2 separate regions of the Mus musculus genome follow, and region 1 is linked to region 2. Evidence: chromatin contacts called from public promoter capture Hi-C data. All regions are on one chromosome and are shown on one strand. Each heading gives the region's core, a stretch centred on a gene start, on an enhancer-like site or on the middle of the called end of the contact. The rest is flanking DNA. Distances are from core to core; before and after follow the strand shown.

The links. Promoter capture Hi-C pulls out the DNA fragments that hold promoters and counts their contacts.
Region 1: a contact with region 2 is called in a promoter capture Hi-C map of pre-B cells, with 4 times the contacts expected there. The contact joins the promoter of Map3k15 here to the promoter of Eif1ax in region 2. A contact is called at or near these places in 2 of 39 promoter capture datasets (cranial neural crest and pre-B cells) and 1 of 115 datasets of contacts at active chromatin or transcription factors (memory CD8 T cells).

Annotation. Positions count from the first base shown.
Region 1 is chrX:159,985,901-159,989,586 of GRCm38.p6, forward strand. Map3k15 (mitogen-activated protein kinase kinase kinase 15) reads left to right here and starts at 2,304. Exons shown (of 29, transcript NM_001163085.4): 1 at 2,304-2,905. The coding sequence starts at 2,533.
Region 2 is chrX:159,369,713-159,373,586 of GRCm38.p6, forward strand. Eif1ax (eukaryotic translation initiation factor 1A, X-linked) reads left to right here and starts at 2,466. Exons shown (of 7, transcript NM_025437.5): 1 at 2,466-2,703. The coding sequence starts at 2,688.

The DNA of each region.
Region 1 (3,686 bases), core at 1,054-3,553, 620 kb after region 2:
TGTTCAACTAAACAGGCAAGACTAAGGCAGCATTTTGCAATTTTCTCCCCGGAGGGGCTAGAGGGAGCTGGAAGGACATTGGCCAATGAGGCCTGCTTCATGTGTACAAATTGCTGGAGACAATGGGCTAGTGGCTGTGTGTGCCAACTTCAGGGAAGGTGCTTGTTAGCTGGGTAAATGGTAGGTTCTTTTCTCGGCAGGGTTTGGATTTAGAGAAAGATGTTATTCAAGCCATAATTCCCAACTCCCGGGCTTTTCGCTCCAGCAGCCAGGCCCCAGAGAGCTCTGAGAGGAATTGGAGAAGATTGCTGCGAAGACAACAGACACCGGCAAAAGGGGTTTCAAATGTGTGACTTTGCCCTTTGAAAGGCTGTGCCAGTCACTGGAGTAATTTCAGATGAACAAGCACATTAGGAAAATTACTACTATTGTGCATTGCAAGGTTGCAAGGAACACATGTGTCCTTGTATAGCACCATACTAAAAAAAAAAAAAAATTCTTAGAACAGAACAGGTGTTGAAAGTTTTTCCAAGTCCTGCCTGAGTGTTCTCACACATTTCCTCAGAGACACAATGCCACCACTCATAATGTTCCTGATTTCTACTAAGGCTGGAACTAGGGAAGGATTTCTTGTAGCATTTCCATGGATATTTTCACTATCTTTTTATTTGGGGGGGGGGGGGGTTGAGCCATAGCACTGGTGAGGTGGAGCCAGGCAGGCTCTTTGGGCAGTCAGACCAGCCTACTTGGTGAGTTCCCGGCCAGAGAGAGAACCTGTCTCAAAGCCAAATTGGATGGTGTGGATGGCGCCTGCCATATACCACCCAGAGTCTTCTGGCCTCCACACGAATGCGTGCATGCACTTGCATGGACAAAACAAAACAATTAAAAAGTTGGCAAATGGCCTAGATAGATAATATTCCAAAGAAGTTACATGAATGAGACAGGAGTGTAGAACAAGATGCTGATCACCTTTAGCCAACAGGGAATTGCAACTCGAAATCAGAATGAGTTCTAGTACCCACTAGGAGCTGTAATGAAGAAAGAGACAGTCACAAGTGTTGCTGGGGTTATAGAGGAAATGGAACACTTCTACACTTCCATGGGAATGCGAAATGATGCAACCACTTTGGAAAGCAGTGAATTTCTTCAAAGGTTAAACATATCCTTCATGCAACCCAGACATTCTCCTCTTAGCACTGAATACAAAGCAAATGAAAACCCATTTTCACACTTTGATTCCATCCAGTATAGGAAATGTACAGACAAGGCAAATAGAGAGCCAGGGCTGATGGTTTGCTAAGGGCTGGTTATTTCAGAGGACGGAATAAAAAGTGATTTCTAAAAGGTAGTGGGGGTGCAGGTGGGGTGGGTAGTGGAGTGTTCAGGCATTCTAAAAGTTGTCGTGATGGACACAGAACTGGGACTACACTAAAGATCCAGCCAGCCATTTTGTTCTAGGTGGTTTGTAAATTATACCTAGAAGCAGCTGTTAAAAAGACAACTCCACCACCACATGACAACTTGTAGTGCATTTTATTGTTTAAATATAATGTAATGCTGGAGACTAAAATGGTGAGCTGCAGAGATGCAGTGGAGACCTCTTTGGAGCCTTAGTATTTCAGAGGTCAGGTAGGCAGCGCACTTTTACGGGAGTGTATTTCCCAGGCAAACAAATGTTGGCTTGCCAGCACCCTCCCCATACCTTGTCAAGGTCACTACCAAAGTCAAGACAAATAAGGCTGCAAGACAGGGCTCAGGGAGGTTATGTCCTGGACAGTGGCGAGTGCCAAATGAGGCATTGCTCATCCTCCTGATGTAGAGTTAAAGCTGCATGTGCACTTAGTTTGGAACTGATTATCAATATCCAATTAGTGCCTTGAAAGTCTACTGTGGTTGAAAGCTTCAACTTGTTTGGTGGGCAGGCGTGGGGGCGGGGAAAAATGATGAAAGAAAAAAAAAGAGGGGGAGGAAAGATAGAGAAAGGGAGGGAGGAAGGAATGAAGGAAGGAAGGAAGAAAGGGAGGAAGTCAGGGAGGGAGGAAAGAAGGAAAGAACGAAGGAAGGAAAAAAGGAAGGAAGCCAAGGAAACGAGTTTGTAACAGTAGTTCAAAGGAAGAACGAGGGGAGGACCCAAGGAGAGCCAAATCGAGCTGAGCCCTGCAATCCTCGCCTCGGCCGGCGTCCGGGCTGGGGGCGCTGCGCGGGGGAGCCGGCAGGGGGCGCCCTTGGCGTTGCTGCCCCGAGGCTCTCGGCAGCGCCCCCTCCGCCCGTCCTGACGTCGGAGCCCCCGCCTCTTTCTCGCGGGCTTTCAAAGGGCGCTCGGGGCAAGCCGGCCCTGAGCTCCGCTCCGCCGGCCGCCGGAGAACCCGTGGTCACCTGCCCGCCCCGGCCTCTGCGCCCGCCCCCTGCTCCGGCTCCCTGCGGCCGCCGTCCGTCCTCCGGTCCGCCCGTCCGTCATCCGCCTGTGCAGCAGGTGTCTCGGGGAAGAGCACCTGGGCTTCGAAGCCGCCAGCCCCGCGGGCCAGTCACATGGAGGGCGGCGGCGGCAGCGGCGGCGGCGGCGGGCCAGTCCCTGCCGAGGCTCCGGAGGAAGCCGGCGAGCCGCCCCAGGGCAGGCTGCCCCCGGGGCCCGAGGGCGCGGCGGGGCTGGCGGAGCCCGAGAGCACGGGGGACGCGGCGGGCGGCGAGGCCGAGGGCGGGCGCGGGCCACGCCGGGCTCTGCGGGCTGTCTACGTGCGCAGCGAAAGTTCGCAGGGGGCAGCCGCCGGCGGCGGCCCCGAGGCCGGGGCGCTCAAGTGCCTGCTTCGGGCTTGCGAAGCCGAGGGCGCCCACCTCACCTCCGTCCCCTTCGGGGAGCTCGACTTCGGGGAGACGGCCGTGCTCGATGCCTTCTACGATGCAGGTGAGGGCTGGGGCCACCCTTGGCTTCCCATGGCCTTCTCACAAGCCCTGCCACCCCTCCACTCTCTCCCCCTGGCTCTCTCCTCCAGTTCCCCCTCCATCCTGCCATCGGTGATGCTCAGGACCAATCTCTTACCTCCTGGACAGTGTAGAACAAGGAAGGAGCCCTTGGACAGATAAAGAGTGACCATAGGCACTTAGACCCATTTCATCATTTATTTTTCTTTTAATAATAGCCAACAACCCAAGAAACACACTATCGCCTAAGATGGCGGTTCTCCCCCCACAGGGGTCTCCTATCAGATAGTTACTTTGTAATTCATAACAAGTAAAATTATAGTTATAAAGTAGCAACGAAATAACCTTCTGCTTGGGGGGTCACCACAACAAGAGAAACTGTATTAAACCATTAGGAAGGTTGAGCGCCACCAACAAGATGTTGAGTCCGTCCTCCAGTTTGTTTTCTTCTGACATATATCCCTAATGCAGGCTGGTTATTATAGTCATCTGGGATAGCTGTTAAAACTAATTAACTTAAGACAGATCACTCATCTAATCCCAGGAAACAGAGGTGGGAGGATTGCAAATTCAAGGCCAGCCTCTGGGACATATGGAGTTTGGGGCCAGCCTAGGCTACAAAGTGAGACTCTCCCTCAAACAAACAAACAAATCCTATCTATTTTAGACCAATGACACCCAACGTGAGGCCTTCAGAGTGTTTTAATTCTTACAGGGGAGTCCATCCTACAACCAGAGAGTGGCAAGTTACTGCCTGACAAGCA
Region 2 (3,874 bases), core at 1,216-3,715:
TGGCAAAAACTAAGCAGCACACTGGCCTTGGCCTTTCTTGACCATGAGCCTAGATACAGGGAGCACACGGGGCCCTTGTCCTCCCTGTTTTCCTTGCCTACACATTTCTGACCGATATCCACATGATTCACCTCCTCAGTTATTCTGATAAACGCATGTGGGAATCTTGCTAAAGGAGACAAAACTGATTGTATTTTCTCCTATGAGGCTTTACATCCAGTACTTGACTTTTAAACATATAGTTGTACACTTTGGGTGTGATTACTTATGTGCCAGGCATAACTGCTAAACACCTGGCATACTACATTAATTCCCAGGATGAGAGAGCTGAGGCTTACAAAGGTGATCTAGTTGTCCCGGATCATAGAGTAAGAAGTTTTGTAACAATCTGTTTAAACTCAGGTCTCTCTAAACTCCAGAGCCCAATCTTAGAAGCGTTTGGAGTTTCAGCCATTCATGGTAGTTCATTTCTGCAATCTCCACACTGTAGAGATGGAGGAAGACTGGGCTACATAGTGAGACTTGCCCCCCCCCAAAAAAAAAGCCTGTAGGGTGAAAAAATACAAATGAAAAGAGAAAACCAGAACCTTTTGATTCCCCTGTCATTTTTCATTTCTTGAGAGCTGGTCTCACTGTATATGTAAATCAGAAGTTCCTGCCACCTCAGACTTGGAGTGCTGAGTTAAAGGTGTGTGGTAACATGCCCGGTTTCCCCTGTCATCTTTTAATTACACTCTGAGAAATCTATCTGTCGCTGAGTTTCTCGGCAGGGCAGCAGCTGTAGGATGCTTGCCAGCATTTCTGGCCTCTACTCTGGCATCAACATCATTCCTTCCTACCTCCACTCCTGACAACCAGAAATGTCTCCAGACATTGCCAAATGTCTATGGTAGAGAAGTACTGTTGGTTCATTATACCTTATTTCTCTTTCATTTAGTCTCCTTCCCTAGAGAATGTTAAAATGCTAATGTTCCCAAGAGGATCATTTAAAATAAGCTTACCTTTAAATTTCTTTATATTATTGCCAGAATGGAGGGGTAGGTGTGGCTGTCAGAGGACAACTTTATGGAGTTGGTTCTCTCCTTCCACGAGTTCCAGGGACTCAACTCAGCTTGCCTGACTTTCCTGGTACATGCTTTTACCTACTGAGCCATCTTGCTGGCCCCAATAAACCTAGTTTGAAGTGAAGTTAGTTGTTCTGAGAATCTATGCAGTATTCCTTTGCTGGAACCACCAGAATAAAGAATGGGAGAGCGAGTTGTTTAAACATCAAAAATGTACGTTCTCTTGACTGTGTTGTGTGTTTTGTAGTCAGGGTCTTACTATGTAGCCCAGGCTAGCCTGGAACTCACTATGTAGCCCAGCTTTCCCATAGATTTGCAGGAATCCTCTTGCCTCAGTTTCACAGGTGCTAGGATTATAGGCATGAGTACCAGGCCCACCTACTATTTTGCTCAGTTTTGAAGATTCCAAGTCTAAAGTCAAGGTAGAGACAAATCTGGCTTCTTCTGAGGTCTTCATGGCTTGCAGATGATTACGGGCTCAGGAACTGGTTGTTCTTTTTTATGCCTCATTATGCCTAGGTACTAATTGCTTTTGTTTTGGTTTTGGTTTTGAGTTAGGGTCTCACTCTGTAGCCTTGGCTGGCCTGTAACTCATAGTTTACTTTCCTCTGCCTCCACAGTACTGGGATTAAAGGCCTATGTTACCATGCTAACGTCAAGTCTTGGCATCAAGTCTTAAGGATCTCATTTCAATATAGGCTCTTTAATGATCTTATATCCAAACAGAGTAATATACATACAGGTTAGAACTTCAGCATGAATATTGGGAGATTTGGACCCTAACATCGACTTTCTTCCATTCCTTTTATCCTATGTCTGCTGAGCAACCTACCATGTGCAGGCATTCTGTTGAGCATTATAAACAGACTTAGCTACAGTGAGTTAGGGACAAGATTTATTTTTAAGTATCATGCAAATATTCTATTAAAGTTTGGAAGAGGATGGCAGAAGTGCCTTCTCTCCTTCCCCCTTAGATTTCCAGCTTGGTTGGGCTGGTGAAAGGGCCCCATTAAAACTCAACTCTGAGGTTAGTGAGTCAGCACCTTGTCAAGCCTGGGGCTCACTTGGCTAGGAAGCCGAGATGATGCCCAAGCCAGCAGCCTGCACCACCTCAATTTCCCCTCCTCTCCTCCAAGCCTCCACTGTGACGCAGGGCCCGGGCCCCTCCCGCCCGGGCCCCTCCCGCCCCCTTCCGGACGCCGGAGGCCCCACTCCACCTACTGCGTGCCCACTGGCAGCAGTGAACGCCTCCCTGGCAGGCTTCTCCCTAGGCTCCCACCCTAGGACTGCCCCTTGGCCACGCCTGCGCCTTAGAGTCGCGGGAGGCTGGGCTCCGCGGGCGGGCGGGCGGGCGGGCGGGCGGGCGGGGGGGGGGAGGAGGGCGGGGAGGAGGAGGAGGGCGGGGAGAAGCCCCGCCCGCTGCCGCGACGCCATTTGCCACTGCCGAGCGTGGGCACGGGAGGCTCTCGCAAGCACGGGTGACCAGCCTCTCCTGAGCACGCTTCCCGACCTCCCGCACGGTCTTCGTGGCGCGCACTTCTCGGCGTTGCCCGTCGGAGTCACCGCAGTTCCTGCCGCCAGCCTGAGTGCGGTCCCACACGCTGCCAGCCAGTCTTTGCGGCCATGCCCAAGAATAAAGGTAAGGACGCCGCCGCCGGGACCGGGGCTCTGCTCCCCGCCGGCTCCCTGGCGCTGCTCTCGGCCTCGAGGTCAGCCCAGGCCTCAGTGACCTTCCTGCCATCTTTTCTTGCCTCTCCTCGGGCTGCATTCTCTGCGTCCTACTTGGAGCTGGGCAGAAGCGCAGGGAAGTTACTCCTGGCTCCCAGTTTGGCCACATTGGGGTGGAGCCGACGCCATTTTTTTTTGTAGGGCCTCCTGTGTGAGAATATGGGCTCGTGCCCCCGATTCGCGCCACATTGACCGCGGCGCCCGGGGGACTCATGGGAACACCTGCCTCGGACTTCTTGGGCTCCCAACACCTGGGGAGTTAAGCCCTGGGAGCCAATCTGAACTTTGAAAAAGGGTGATGCCTCGCTTGCTTTCGTGCCCATCTGGCACCTCCTCCCTAGGATTTTTTATGGACACTTAGTTGGTACTGGTGAGGCCGCACCCGTGTAGCCAGTGGCCAGTACTTTGATGCATTCGCAAATTTCATCCCTAGAGAATCACTTTGCTCCATAGTTTTACCGGGGCTTAACTTTTTCCACAGAGCCCTTGACCCACATTGAGCCAACTTTTCCACGTTTGCTTCTGATCGTGTATATATTTTGATAAATAAAAAAATGATTACAAATTCTAAGCAGAAGTGCAGCGTTCCTAAGATCATTCTCATTTTTATATATTTACAGTATTTTGTGGTGTTTTTTTTTTTATGGGATCAAATCTATCTTTACCAGCACTCTACCGCTTTGCTTTGCTCTGTCTGTCTCCAGGCTGCCCCGGAACCCTAAACTAACATTGAACTTGGGATTCGCTCGCCTCAGCTTCCCGAGTAGCTGGCATTACAGGCTTGCTATATTCGTTGTCCTCGTAATTTCTCAAAAATATAAAGTACAAAGTAGTGGAAAGCTTTTATTTCCCACAGGAGAGGAACACATTACACAGGATGAACTTGGGTGGGGGGAGGGGCGCACACCTTTACTCCCAGCACTAGGAAGGCAGAGGCAGGTGGATTGCTGAGGTCAATCAGCCTGGTCTACAGAGTGAGTGCCAGGGCTACACAGAGAAGCTCCCTTTTTAGAAAAAAAATAAAAATAAAGCCTTTGGGCAGAAGAGATGAACGCCTTCCTGGTTAAGAGAACCAAAGTTAG